Linked DNA regions of Mus musculus: regions 1, 2, 3 and 4 are each linked to region 5. The links are chromatin contacts, called in public HiChIP or PLAC-seq and promoter capture Hi-C maps. All regions are on one chromosome and are shown on one strand. Each heading gives the region's core, a stretch centred on a gene start, on an enhancer-like site or on the middle of the called end of the contact. The rest is flanking DNA. Distances are from core to core; before and after follow the strand shown.

Evidence for each region. Promoter capture Hi-C pulls out the DNA fragments that hold promoters and counts their contacts. HiChIP or PLAC-seq counts read pairs in DNA pulled down with a chosen protein or histone mark. Capture Hi-C pulls out chosen DNA fragments and counts their contacts.
Region 1: a promoter capture Hi-C map of pre-B cells shows a contact between it and region 5, with 9 times the contacts expected there. The contact joins the promoter of Fbxo48 here to the promoter of Meis1 in region 5. A contact is called at or near these places in 4 of 39 promoter capture datasets (embryonic stem cells, hippocampal neurons, liver and 1 more), 1 of 484 Hi-C or Micro-C datasets (olfactory sensory neurons) and 1 of 115 datasets of contacts at active chromatin or transcription factors (astrocytes).
Region 2: a contact with region 5 is called in a promoter capture Hi-C map of pre-B cells, with 4 times the contacts expected there. The contact joins the promoter of Mdh1 here to the promoter of Meis1 in region 5.
Region 3: a contact with region 5 is called in a promoter capture Hi-C map of liver, with 5 times the contacts expected there. The contact joins the promoter of Sec61g here to the promoter of Meis1 in region 5. A contact is called at or near these places in 1 of 39 promoter capture datasets (pre-B cells), 1 of 115 datasets of contacts at active chromatin or transcription factors (astrocytes) and 3 of 9 other capture datasets (adipose tissue, embryonic stem cells and liver).
Region 4: a contact with region 5 is called in an H3K27ac HiChIP or PLAC-seq map of acute myeloid leukemia, with 11 times the contacts expected there. The contact joins the promoter of Peli1 here to the promoter of Meis1 in region 5. A contact is called at or near these places in 1 of 39 promoter capture datasets (pre-B cells) and 1 of 115 datasets of contacts at active chromatin or transcription factors (acute myeloid leukemia).

Annotation. Positions count from the first base shown.
Region 1 is chr11:16,949,964-16,952,663 of GRCm38.p6, reverse strand. It overlaps Fbxo48 (F-box protein 48), which reads right to left and starts at 1,254. Exons shown (of 4, transcript NM_176982.2): 1 at 200-1,254. It overlaps Eldr (Egfr long non-coding downstream RNA), which reads left to right and starts at 1,382. Exons shown (of 4, transcript NR_110425.1): 1 at 1,382-1,644; 2 at 1,734-1,782.
Region 2 is chr11:21,570,581-21,573,280 of GRCm38.p6, reverse strand. It overlaps Mdh1 (malate dehydrogenase 1, NAD (soluble)), which reads left to right and starts at 1,347. Exons shown (of 9, transcript NM_008618.3): 1 at 1,347-1,551. The coding sequence starts at 1,549. It overlaps Wdpcp (WD repeat containing planar cell polarity effector), which reads right to left and starts at 1,000. Exons shown (of 18, transcript NM_145425.3): 1 at 911-1,000.
Region 3 is chr11:16,507,108-16,509,807 of GRCm38.p6, reverse strand. Sec61g (SEC61, gamma subunit) reads left to right here and starts at 1,324. Exons shown (of 4, transcript NM_011343.3): 1 at 1,324-1,704. The coding sequence starts at 1,615.
Region 4 is chr11:21,089,941-21,092,640 of GRCm38.p6, reverse strand. It overlaps Peli1 (pellino 1), which reads right to left and starts at 1,317. Exons shown (of 7, transcript NM_023324.2): 1 at 963-1,317.
Region 5 is chr11:19,017,652-19,020,351 of GRCm38.p6, reverse strand. It overlaps Meis1 (Meis homeobox 1), which reads left to right and starts at 1,383. Exons shown (of 12, transcript NM_010789.3): 1 at 1,383-2,131. The coding sequence starts at 2,120. Gm16141 (a long non-coding RNA gene) reads right to left here. Exons shown (of 3, transcript XR_381070.4): 3 at 2,022-2,700.

The DNA of each region.
Region 1 (2,700 bases), core at 5-2,504, 2.1 Mb after region 5:
TTACTGAGTGACAAGTACAATCTAAGTAGTTCATAATTCAGCTAGGAATAGTATATAGCTATAGATGTAAAGCCTTATTCCAGCTAATGTTCTCAAGGACCACAGTGGAAGCTTCTGGAAGCTTCAAGGCTGCACACATCATCCTGGGCCATGTTGCAATATAAGCACAATTTGTGTTTACCTACTTTATAATACTTACAGTTCCTTTTGTGGTGGAGAATCAGGATACAATAGGCATTTGATGTATAGCTAAATATCTCTTCATTCAGTGACTAACAATTCCCTTTTCAGATGCACTACTCGAGTCTTTGTAGTTAGTAACATCATGGTGACTACCTTTGGTTAGGCTGTTTATGATCCAAACTGGTTGTGGTTAGAACTGTAATGTCTGAACTGAACAGGGGCTTCCTTTAGAAATAGAAAATAGAAAGCAACTTGGTGTGCAAAAACAAGACAAAACCCACAAGATCAAGTATTTGCAACGAACCTTCTCCCCTCCTACCACTGGTACAAACTAAAGGCAAAGTGTCATCTTTGAAACTAAGTTTCTATTAGGAGGTTACACTACACTCAGATGTTTGCTGTTTCTCCCAGGCTCTCCCTAGGAATAAAATCTTTCCTTCTGTCAAAGGAATTCCACAAGAGGCAGGAAGTTTTTCAATTGAACATTCTGTGGTGCCTTGGTCATATTCCCAAAAATCTCACTAGGAATCTTCTAAATTATCTCTCTTGAATGCCTCGAAAGCTATTCCTTGTATGTCGCCTCTTTTTGAACCAACCTTGCGGAAATATTGCGTTAGCTTGCGGTCCTCCCACCTCCTTTTCAAAGATCTGCTTCTATGTATGTGTATTGCCGGTTTGCTTGCAAACAAGTCTCAGCACACAGTGCGTGCGCTGCCCGCAGGAGCCAAAAGGGGGGTGGGATCCCCGAAATGGAGTAACAGTCAGTGGCAAGACCCCTCTGTGGACACTGGGAACTAAACCTGGGTCTTTGAGAAGAGCGGTCACTCTGGGCCACCTCCAGCCCCTCCATCCACCGTCCTGTCAAATGTCACTAGGAGTGAGCAAACCGAGAAAGAGCATCGTCGGGCAAGACTAGTTCTCAGGGAGCCCACACCAGTCCTGGCGAGCGCAACCACATCCCTGTGCTGTGAGGACAGGCAGGAGAAGCGACCGACCACAGCTGAGCACGCTGGTCCCTGTGCAGGGAAGGGCAGAGCTGCCTCTCCTACCTAAAGGCGCGGTGCCGGCTCCTCCCGCGATTTCAGTCCTCCGGATTTGAATCTTTTCCGGAAGGCCTTCATGTCCCGCCCTCTCAAGCCTCGCTCCACCCATTTGCATGCGCGGTGCCTTCTGGGATTGGTAGTTTACCCTGCGTTTCATCACCGTAAGGGAAGGAAAGAAAGGAGGCCCAAGTCACTGCAAGGTCCAGCGTCCCCGCTGAGTGACAGCGGGCACATGGGCGGGACTTAAAAGAGCGGGACTTACAAAGGGCGGGACTTACAAAGGGCGGGACTTGCAAAGGGCGGGACTCCCAAAGTGCTTTGGTAGCTAGCGAGGGCTTTGAGACGGCCGAGAGTTTGAGCGCCAAGGCTCTCTCTCCCCAGGGGACTCTGCAACCTGACTAGGTGCTCCTTCCCTGAGGTGTGTGCTCGACAAAGGTTGCTGAAAAAGTTCACGTTGAAATTTTTTTTGATGATAATATCGTGTTACTCATTTCCTTTGTTTCTTAGCATAGTAACATTCCAGGGAGCTGCCCGGGGAAGCTTAACGCTCGATGCGGTATGTATTCTATCTAGTAGCATCTTGCAAAAATATAGTGAAATATCAAGGACTACCGAGACTGCTATATACGATGGAATTGCAAACCTTTCAGCTTATGTGGTTATTAAGTTAGCTGAACATTGTAGTTTTGTTCCCAGAGAAGATATTTGCTAGCATTCAACATTTACCCCTTGCCAGTCTTTCGTGCAGTTCTGTATTTCTCTAAGACTGCTTTTGCATATTACACCCTTACGGCCTTTAGTTTGAACATTCTATATGTCTCTGATTATAAAGATGTTGAAGCTAAGAGATACTTGTTTACTTAGGCCTAATGGCAGAAAGCATCCTGGGGAACTTTCCAGGATGTACATATATATACATAGAAACGCTCAATATCCCCTGTTATGGATTCAAGAAACTGTGACTCCCCTGGGAAGACACATTTAAGAGCGGACTACCTCGTGTATTGAGCTTCTTCACATTCCCAGTTAATGTCTGAAATAAGAAGTCAGAGACTTACCAGAAGGAACAGACCTTGGGGTGAGAGCTGAGGGAAGGGAGCTGCTTTCATAAAAAACACCAATCCGATCAAAGCCATACATCCCACTAGCTGGCATAAGAAAGCCTATAGCTTTCTATAGAAGATATGAGTCAGAAATACAAGGAAAGAGGAAATGGTGTGTGTGTATGTGGTGGTGGTGGTGGGGGGGTGGGGGGAAGGGGGCACCATTTGGTGTGTGCTGGTTGGTTTTTGTCAACTTGACACCTTGGAAGAAGGAACCTCAAATGAGGAATTGTCTCACTCGGACTGGACTGTAGGCAAGTTTATGGTGGCATTTTCTTGATGATAGATCTATGGCGAGCCCAGCCCACTGTGGGCAGTATTGCCGCAGACTATCGCCTTTTTGGGTCTCCTATCTGTGTGGAACGGGTCTC
Region 2 (2,700 bases), core at 98-2,597, 2.6 Mb before region 5:
GGCTGTAGACAAGCCCATAGGGCATTTTCTTAATTACAGATTGATGGGGAAGAGCCCAGTCCTTTATGGGTGCTGCCATCTCTGGGCTGGTGGTCCTGGGTTCTATAAAGAAGCAGACTTAGCAAGCCATGAGGAACAAACCAATAAGCAGCACTCCTCCATGGTCTCTGCAACAGCTCATGCCCTCCATATTCCTACTTATTCTGAGTTCCTCGAATGATGGGCCAAAATGTGGAAGAGTAGGCCAAATAAATCCTTTCCCCTAACCTGCTTTTGGTCATGGTGTTTCATCGCAGAAATAGAAGCCCTGACTAAGGCATCATATTTCTCTCTCCAAATACTAAATCTTCCAAAAACAAAACTGAAGCCATCCACCATCCATTTAATAGTGACAGAAAATTCTGACGTTAGACCAAGAGCATATTCATTGGTCTGTTCCAAGGCACATGTTTTCGAATATCCGTACAACAAACGGAGAATACAGATTTCCCTTAACAACTTTCATTTTAAATGAAAGCCTCTTGAGATGTTTTAGCTGCTAACATTTCGCCTGAAACAATCAGTGTCTCCCAACTTCCCCTGGAAGTAACAGGTTTCCAAAAAGAGAATGAGCAAAAAGTGTCAATATTCACAGTCGGCAAAGAAAATTAGATCGGTACACCACAAGTAAACACAAGGAAGGGGCTCACTCCACAAACAAAACTTTCTGACTTTACTTTGGAAAAGTTACACTGACTCAAACTGCAAGACACTCTTCGTCCCTCCTGAAAACTGTGGCATCCACACGCTCCTGACACTAACAGGGGACTCCGGAGGTCGCCCACAACCACCGGCTTCGGATTCAGGATACGCGCATCAGTGCCGCACCCTGTTCTGACCCCCAGATAAAAACCCTCGGGGCCGAGCTCACCAGCCTGGGACGTGAGAACACAGCTCCACAAGCTCTTGGTCTGGAGAGCGCTCAGGTGAGGCTGCCTCGTCGCCTAGCAACGGTGAAGCTGCCCGTTCTTCCGCAAGCGTCAATTCCTCCCGCCTCTGAGAGAGTTTTTAAAAGGTTTTGTTTCCGGGTCGAGCGGGCTTTAAGCAACGGAAGGTCTCTTAGCCGCCCTTGTTTAGTCTTGGGGGAGGATAGATTCTCGGTGGAGCGACGTGTGCTGTCGCTCAGGGGTCGTTTCTCCTCCCTCGAGTTAACGCCTCCTCTCCTGCCAATTGCTGAGCGCCATCAGGCAGGCGCCTCACTCAAAGCACCAACCCTCTGCTCACAGACGCGCTCCAATCACCGAGGCTCAGCCCCGGGACTACTTTGCAGCGAGGCGCGTAGGAAGAAGGGGTTTGGGGGAATTGTAGTTTAGCACTGTCAGGAATGCACGAAGGTGGGCGCCAGAGGTCGCCGGAAGAACTACACTTCCCAGAAAGGGCCGTGTCTCCAGCCGAACCTTTGCGGGCCAGCCCCGCGTTCTCTCCCAGAGTCTGTTCCGCTGTAGAGGTGACCTGACTGCTGGAGACTGCCTTTTGCAGGTGCAGAGATCGGCCTTGCAGTTTGCAATAATGGTGAGTGTGGGCTCCTGGAACCTGCAGCAGCTCCGGCCTCTCGGCCTCCTCCTGCGCTTGATGCGCTTTTAAAAAGCAGTAATGCCGGGAGCTGTCCTCCGCGCGGTTTGCAAAATCTGACTCATTCTCACGACTGTCGCAGTAACCCAGATACTGGAAAGGGGTTCGCAAGGACTCTAGAGAAATCACTGTCCTTGGAAAGTCGGGTCTCAGTCCTTGCGCAGGAGGGACAAAATTTTCTCCGAAGGACCTTAAAGGATTTGTTGTGGGGGATGAGAATTATGGGAGGGGAAGAATTAGGTCCTAACACTATTTTGCCTCTTAAGCTCTTGGAAAGAATAGGCCTCTGATGTTGATTTACCGGTAGTGCTCCAGGTTATGATCCCAGTTTTCAGGAGACATGTTTCCACCATATTTGATTTAAAAGAAAACAAATGTTACTGAAAACCTATTCTTGATCTCCGTTTGTAATGACAGGACTAGCATCGCTAGTCAAACAGTGCCGATATTCTTTACTACTCTGTCATAAATTCTGAAGGCCTCCTTGCAGATGTAACGTAACCATCTTGTTGAAGCTCTAGATCTATCTTGTCCTCAGCGGGCGGAGGGGGGTGACGTGAAAGAGAGCTCTGACGTAGGACTAATCTTCATGCTGTTTGAAGGTGACATTTGCCACCAGACTGGAAATTGCTAAGTACTTTGAAATTTACATTTTAAAAATACGTGTTGTCCTTTAATATCAAGATGGGAAATGTGAGATGAATTGAAAATTTTTGGATGAATTGGAAATTTCACAGAACCCAAGGAGACATGTTTTCAAACAAGGACAAAAACTCCCTCAATCTCTATAAGAAACCCTAAGGGAATAATTACTAATTTCCAGTCATTGTTGCCTAGTTATTTTGACACATAAGTAGTTATTTAAATTATGGCTTAAGCAGTCTCTGTCTTAATAATTTTAGTAATAAAGTGGCACTAGTTATCCAAGAACTTCAGACTTTAGGCTGTTAGGCCTATATGAAAACCTTTTTACAATCATCTTATCCAAAACCCCACTTTAAATACTAAAATTTAATTTGTTGAGACTCAGAATGCGAGTTGCTCAAGGTCATAAGGCTTGCACCTAGGGTCTCTTGTTCTTCCCATTTA
Region 3 (2,700 bases), core at 75-2,574, 2.5 Mb after region 5:
ACTTCCATACTGTTGTTCATCACTGAAGAAGTCAGGACTGGAACTCAAGCAGGTCAGGGAGCAGGAGCTGATGCAGAGGCCATGGAGAGGCCAATCATTCTTATTGATTTGCTTCCCCTGGCTTGCTCAGCTTGCTTTCTCATAGAACACAAGACTACCAGCCCAGAGATGACACCTCCCACAAGGGGCCTTTCCCCCTTGATCACTAATTGAGAAAATACCCCACAGCTGGATCTCATGGAGGCATTTCCTCAACTGAAGCTCCTTTCTCTGTGATTACTCCAGCTGTGTCAAGTTGACACAAAAACCCAGCCAGTAAGTAACCTAATTTGGATAATCCTTCACAGTATGCTAGAAGTTTGTCACCTATATTTAGCTGCCCTGTTTTAGTGGTTTTAAAAATCATATTTTTTTGTTTTACTCAGTTCCACTTCTCCTGAATTCTTATGGATTCTGTGTTTCTTTAAACATCATTAATATATGAATCACTCTCCTGTTTTATCTTTTTGCAGTGTTTAATCCTGGGCTTGAATGTGTATATATATATTTGTTTTGTTTTGAGACGTTTTTCATATAACCCAAGCTGTCCTTCAAATTTCTATGTAGCTAAGGGTGACCTGGAACATCTACACACCTCCTATTCTCAAGTGATAGATTTATAGATGCGTACTTATACTGAAACAACCACGAAAAACATAAGAATGTTATAATACAGTAGCTGCATTAACCCCTTTTATATCCAAAGGCCAAGTTATGCCAGATTGACAGTTGTCACTTCCCAATATATGGCTGCAAGCTGAGTTAAAAAAAGAAACTCTAATTGCTCATTTTGAATATACAAAAACAACTCCTTCAAATAGCAAAGAACTAATGTTTCAAGGTAGTGCTTCATGACACTTGCAAACCTGCTGTATCTTTTTTAGTGATTGGAAGAAAATTTTTATAGGTCTTTTAGATACTAATGGTAGAATTATGGTTTGTGCTCCATATGAAAGCAAAGTATTGTAATCTGTTTCACAGTACTTGCCCGAGGTTGCACGTGAAATGAAGTAAAAACTCTTCAAAGCCTACTGATAGAGCCAATCAAGATTATCCAAGCAACAAATCTTAACTCAGAAATGTCAAATGTATTGCACTCAGAGACTGTTAGTACCAGCAGTACATCTAATTCCTCATTGGGGACAAGAAAGTTCTAGGTAGGCGGTCTTAATTCCCTCTATATTCCCATGAATAATAAGCAGAAAGTCATTTTCCGGGAATGGAGAATAGTTTGAATTAGGTCGTTCATACTGAGATGTTTGTTTCATTTTTGATCAGTGACATTATTTGCATGCGCAGCGGGGAGACTCATAGCTGTAGCGCAGACACTCACTCACTAACTAACTAGCGACACTTCGTGGATTTACGTTGAGGCTGCTGGAGAGGCTGCTGGAGAGGCTGCGCCCGAGACCGGGAGGCGAACAATCGGGAACCAAGATCCCACACCGCCCGCCCGTTCAGCTGGAGAGACCCGAATCGCTCAGGTCGGCCTCTGCTCGGGAAGCCGGGAGAAACACACGTAGCACTGCGCCGGCGTAGTGACGTCTCTGCGTGAAGAGCCAATTGAAAGGAGGAATGGGCGGGCTGTGGGTTGCCAGCTTCCGGTTCCGTTGGGCTCGGTTCTCTCCTGAGCTACGTGTCTCTACGCTCTCAATCCGCCATCCAGTAAGTAAGGATTTTCTCATGAGTGGTAGGTAGGGGAAAGCTGGTCTAGGGTTCATGGCACAAAGGGGCCGCGGGATGGGAGGCCAGGGACACGGAGGGACCAGGGGAGGTGAAGAAACTGGAGGTACGAGCGTCCGGTGGGATGATTGGGGCCGGGATCTAAGTGGGCGCGAGATGAGCGGGCCTGGGGGTCGTGGAGATCAAAGGAACCCCCGGGGAAAGGGGCGGCGAAGGGGCCACGGGCTGGGGTCACGAGGACGTCCTTGATAAGCCTGGAGGCCAGGAGCTGGACCTGGAAGCTGCAGAACTGTGGACAAGTTGGCTGAGCCGGGTCGCTGATGGACAGGTGGACAGAGAGCCATTCATTTATGAAAAGGGCAAAATCCAGGCACAGGTTCTACCTACGTAGCCTCAGATGGAATTAGCCAGTCAAGACCTCTAAGGAGGAGGGTTTCCAAAAGTTCACGAACTCAGAGCTTAGCGTCTGGATCTAGGGTTCAGCCTTCTCCCTGAACATCCCCTGCCTGAACATCCTCACACTGTTGGTGAACTCATTGTCTCTTGTGGCTTCCAGAGCCTGATGCTTTGAACCTCTTGTGAAGTTGTGTTCAGGTGTCGAAATTTAAAGTAAAAGTGTTTGATCAGTAGTCAGCATCGAGAAGTCTTAGTGGACTCGTGCTCTCCTCTAACAGCGAGTGCAGTGGTTGGTCTAGTGGTTTTAGGGCTGTTGGATTTGAAGAACAGCTAAATGAAACACCGAGAAAACAGGCGTCCCTTTGCTTTCTGTATCAGGCTGTGAATTGATTTCTTAGTGTGTACCTTAAGTGGTTCAGCTATTTGTCCACTGTTCACGGCTTAAAACTGGGACCCAGCAGGGCTTCTATTTTCTAGCTAGAGAGTGTAATTATCATCTGACTTCTAAGACCTGGAAATGGAGTACAAATACTGTGGCTCCGTTACCAGTGGCTCTCAGAGTCGTTGTATTCTTAATAGAGT
Region 4 (2,700 bases), core at 68-2,567, 2.1 Mb before region 5:
TTGATGGAAGAGTGCTGGGGCTAAAACCAACGAGCATATTGTGAGTAGTGACTAAACATGTTAAATGTAGGTTAAGTAAAAACTATCCCCTCCCTCATCATTGTTGTCTGACTTTGTAAGAGATCTGCACATATAAACATAATATATGGCGAAGTGAGTTGATGACTTACAGTATCTTCACCACTCGGAACATTTTTCAGAAAGTCCTTTGAGGTTTTAAGATTCAAATACTATTTAAAAAGAATTATTGTTTCAACTACCTAACAATTACCTAGACTTCTTCCAGACTTCATTTAACCTGTAAGTAAAATGAGCATCTTTAACTTTTCCACAGGGCATTTGGAGAATGAGTTATTACTCATAAACGCTTTCGGAGCCTCAGACACCAGCGCGGTACATCAAGCGTATCCATCAATTTGAGGGCTTTCTGGACCTCAGTTTACCCACGTACGGAAACGGGCTTGGCAAGGGCCGGGAGGTGAAATTAATTAGTGTTTTTAAAATGCTCTGAGATTCCCAAGATGAAAGGAAACGTAGAGGCACGCAGAGATGATGACAATAATCATAACAATAAAAAGAATGACTAACTTGGAATTCTGTGTTACGTAAGGAAGCTGAGAAGTTATCAGATTCACACAAACAAAAGAAAAGCCCACCGCCCCTTTGTTCCCCTTCCACTTCGCCGGCCTGCAGCCTGGCCGCGGGAGCGAGAACCGGGCCGCCGAGCTGGGGCTCCCCTCCGCCGCGCACCCGCTCCAGCCGTGGGGGAGGGCGTTCCGGGCAGCTCCTCACAAAGGCGCTTCCTCCCTCCGCGCGGGATGCGGCGCCGCAAACTCTGCTCCCCGCCGCCTCCCCGCGGGCGGGCGGGCGCGCAGGCCGCCGCGCCGCCACCGGCAAAGGCTCGGAGGAAGTTCCGCGCCGCCGGCCCTCGCGCCCCCGTTCGCCGCCCGCGCCGCACTCACCGGACGACTGCTGGTGGCCGGAACGCCAGCTCGGCCCGCCGCACGGACACCCGGGGCGCGGGGGCGGCGCGAGCACCGGTTGAACGCAGGCACCAGCGGAGCCCGCCGCCTTCCCGCCAGCCGCCGAGCCCCGCGAGGCCGAGTGGAACGCAGAGCCGAGCGCGGACTAGAGAGGGAGGCTCGGGCCCGCTTTGTGGTGAGCTCCCCGGGCTGCAGGCAGATCCGGTGGCGCCGCACGGCCGCTGCTGCCGCTGCTGCTGTTGTCGCTGCCGCTGCTGCTGCTGTTGCTGGCGCTGGAGAAGGCGGCGGCGGCGCCCCCGACGGTCCCTCCGCCTCGAACCGCCTTTGGGTCACTGACACACACTGGGAAGGAGGGACCGGGACTAGCGGGAGGGCGGGGCATAAGGGTAAGGGGCAGGGCCACATCGCGAGGCGGTGCCGAGAGGGCTCTTGGGAACTGTAGTTCTCTTTACCGAGAGAGAAAAAAAAAAGTATCTGTTGTGGAGGAGCCTACTGCTGGCTCTGCGCTGTGCACGCGCAAGGGGGTTGGGGCGGGGACTGTTGCCATAGTCACCCATTCACTAAGCCTGAAGGTTCTGGACTGTAGTTGACTAAACAAGGCTGGTCTTGTGTCTTTGGTGCCATTGGGTTCCTGCCCACAGCCAGTCCCTCCTGCTTCACCCCACCCCCAACCACTTCCAAGTGCCCAGTGAAATCTAACTTCCTCTTGACATGGCAGTCTCCTTGGTTGTTTAGATTTCTTCTGCAAATCATAAATACCCCCTTCCTTTGCCTCCTTCAAGAGAATTACCCAAGGTACTAAAAATCTACTTGTTCTTAGTGTTTTAACAATTAGGTTATAAAACTGTAGGGAGCGTGACCATTAACAGAATTCTGTAATTTCTTTGTTCGGTTAGTTACATTTAATTCCAACCCAAGTTCAGCATTAACAGCATTGTTGGATCATTGTACTGCAATTTGTTCATCTGAAAATCTATAGTTCTTCAAACATCCAGATTCCATAAATATATATTCAAAAGATAAGTAGAGAGAGTTCAGAACTGTTCAATGTATGTATTAGCCGATTCAAGTTTCTCACTATCAAATTACAACATACGGCACCTTGAAACATGGTATGGGTATGTTGTGCTCAGCTAAGTCTTACACCCTTTCTAAATGACCAGGTATGCATGTATGGTGGTGTGAGAAAACACAGTACTGGCTCTCCAGAAGGTTTACAGGTAATTTGCCTCAGTTTCCCTTAATAGAGTACCTAGAACCTGGAAGAAAAAACATTAATGCCAAGGAATCAGACATCTATTTCAAGATGGGAAACTAAGGATTTTCAAATAGTCTTAGGATCAAAAACCCTGGATGCCCACAGACCACATAATTATTTGATCAATGAAGAAATAAGTAATTTAAGAAACAAGTACACGGGAGACAGAGAATGGCTCAGCAGGGCTCAGCAGTTAAGAGCACTGGTCACGCTTCCAAAGGACCTGGCTTCTTTTCCAGCACCAATGTGGACACTCACAGCCTCCTGTAACTTCAGGGAATCCAACACCATCTTCTGGCCTCATTGGCCCATAGACATATATGCAGGCAAGACACCTGTATTTAAAATATTTAATGTAGATATTTAAATAAAATACTAAAAAACAAGTAAAGGTATTTACTATGTGCCAGGCACTTTATTGGGCCTCAAAAATAGAGCTGTAAAGATATAAAAGAGACA
Region 5 (2,700 bases), core at 134-2,633:
CCGGGCGCAGAAACATAAAGAGTAAAATAACCCCCACTAGATAGAGTAGCTGAAGAGTGAGAATAAAAAGACTCAAAAAACAATTTTAAGTCCAGGGTGTGGTATTTCAAGAGAGAAAGTTAAAAACCACTGGCTGGTTGGAGACTTTAAGTTGTGGGCAGGGTCAGCTTTTGTCTGAAATCTCAGCTTCCGAAGTGGATTTCTTTTTCTCTGGAACTGGGAGCTTTCACGGGGCTGGGTTCGGAGATAGACAAATTGAGAGATGGAGGTCTGGGAGGCCGGCTCCGGGCGTCGCCGCTGAAAGAGCTGGGGGTGGGGGGTGGGAGGGAGCGCAGCGTCTCCAGGCCCGAGCAAGGCCGAGGCTGGAGCCCCTCGGCGTCGCCCAGACAAAGGCAGCCCCAGCCGCAGCGCAGCGGAGCTCTGCAGCTTCGCCGCGCCCCGGGCGCACGGCTAAACTTGCCGGTAGCGCAATCGAGAAAGAGCCTCGGGTCCCGGGGCTCCCAGGCCCCGGCCGCCCGCAAGGTCTGGCTGCTTGGTGCCCGCGTTGAGTTTCGTTCTCCAGCGGTCATAAATAGCTCGGTGTTTGTAAACAAGCGCTGGGGGCACATTCCCGGCGCTCGGCTCATTGTTCCCTCCCTTCCTCCCTCACTTCGCGCGGCGGCTGGGGCTGAGGGCTGCAAGAGAGGAGGTGGGGACGTCCGGACTCAAAGTGACAAAATGCAAGCATTTCCTTTCCTCCGGCCCTACGTCCACTTCTGACAGCGGGGGGAGAAAAAAAAATAAAGAAAGAAAGAAAAAACCCAAACCAAAAGAAAAAAAAGAAAAGAAAAGAAAACCTCTAAGCTGAGTCTGCAGAACGCCCGGGCGACCGCTACCCCACGTTCTCAGGACTCTCGAGCGGAACCTTTTCCAGTCCAGTTCCAGCTCCTCTTCTTGCTCTGGCTTTGACTTTTCTCCTCCGGGAGTCTAGCAGAGAATCCAGTACTTTTGGCATCACCCCCACCCCGAAAAATACTGGCAGACCCCAATAATTTCGAGGAAAGTCTTGAAGTCTTTCATGAGCGGAGCCCTGAGCGAATTAACTCCGGCATCTGCCTGCCCTACGTTTATTCCCGATTTATTTCAAGCGTCCGCTTTGGGAAGAGAGGCTGGAAGGGGACGTAAAGCCGGCGGGTTGGGAGCTGCAGCCTGTATTTGTGTGCATGTGCCCTGGGTGTGTGGTGTTAGTGCCTGGGCGTGCGAATTTGTGGAGTGTCTTTCTGCCTCTCCAGTGCGGCCAGAGCTCGCTTCGCGCACCCACCCCTGCCGAGGAGCCTACTTGCTGCAGCCCAATGCATTGTGTAAGACGCGACCTGTTATGGCCACCACTACTTCCGGGTTCTAGCATTCTGGTCGGAATCCACCTCTCCGCCTGTGCAACACACACTTTACACACGCACGGCGACTGCAAGCGGGCAGCATCGATCGTGGCTCCTTTAAGACAAACTCAGACAGACATTTTTTTAACCCTCCTCTCTAATCTCCCTTCAGTGCAGCAGTTGCAAAGAGGGAGAGAGAAAGAGAAAGAGAGCGAGAGAAGAGAGAAACTGATTAGGAATTAGGACTGATTCAAGGAAAGCGGGCGCTAGGGCTTTGTGCATTTGAATATTAACATTTGAGGTGTTCTGACCAGAAGAAGACAGAACGGACGATCATTCATTCACCACGTTGACAACCTCGCCTGTGATTGACAGCTGGAGTGGCAGAAAGCCATGAGATTTGGTAGTTGGGTCTGAGGGGCGCTCTTTTTTTTTTTTCTTTTTCTTTTCTTTTCTTTCTTTTTTTTTAAACTGATTTTTTTGGGGGGGAGAGAAGATCTGCTTTTTTTTTCCCCTCCCACTGCTGTCTTGGTGGAACCAGAGCGCTTTTATGCTCAGCGACGCGGGCGCCTTGCTTCAGGTCCGGTAGACCGAAGATCTGGGACCAGTAATTCACACTGCTGGAGACGCAAAGGGATTTTTTTTTGTTATTGTTGTGCTTTATTTTTTTTTCCGGGGGAGTTTGCATATTTGTTTCTTTTCACACTGGCCTTAAAGAGGATATATTAGAAGTTGAAGTAGGAAGGGAGCCAGAGAGGCCGATGGCGCAAAGGGTACGTATTAAAAGCAATTGTGGAAGTCAAATGTGAGATTAAATTGAAACGTGGCTGAAAGACACTGCTACTAAGTTTCCTCTTTTCTTTCTCTCTTTTTGAATGAGGATCCTAAAGCCGCGGCCTAAATCGACAGTTTTACTTAATGCGTTTGCAGCCTTATGCATGTTTCTTGTGGTTAATTCAAGTGATCAAGTTGTCTATAGATTCCTAGCCAACAGCTATATAAATAAAAATACAAGCTCAAGGAATCACCTGTTTTAAAAGATAAAAAAGACAAGGGGGAAGATGCTTCATATCCAGTGCTGTAATTTAAGCATTTAGGGACCAAAAGTTTAAAGCTATGTTTAATGAAAATGAACAGCTGAGAACTTTTGCCTCATTATCGATTATATTCATCTTCAGTATCAGTAGAAATGGGGAGCATTTTCCGCTAAGTAATGTCCTGGTGCAGTGAATTTTTGGTTGGAAAAACATTCCTTTTATAAAAGTAATTTTAATTTGCATGGGATTTTATGCAAGATAATAAGTTTGTAGATTTTTTCCTTAGCTAAGTTCTGTACTAGTTA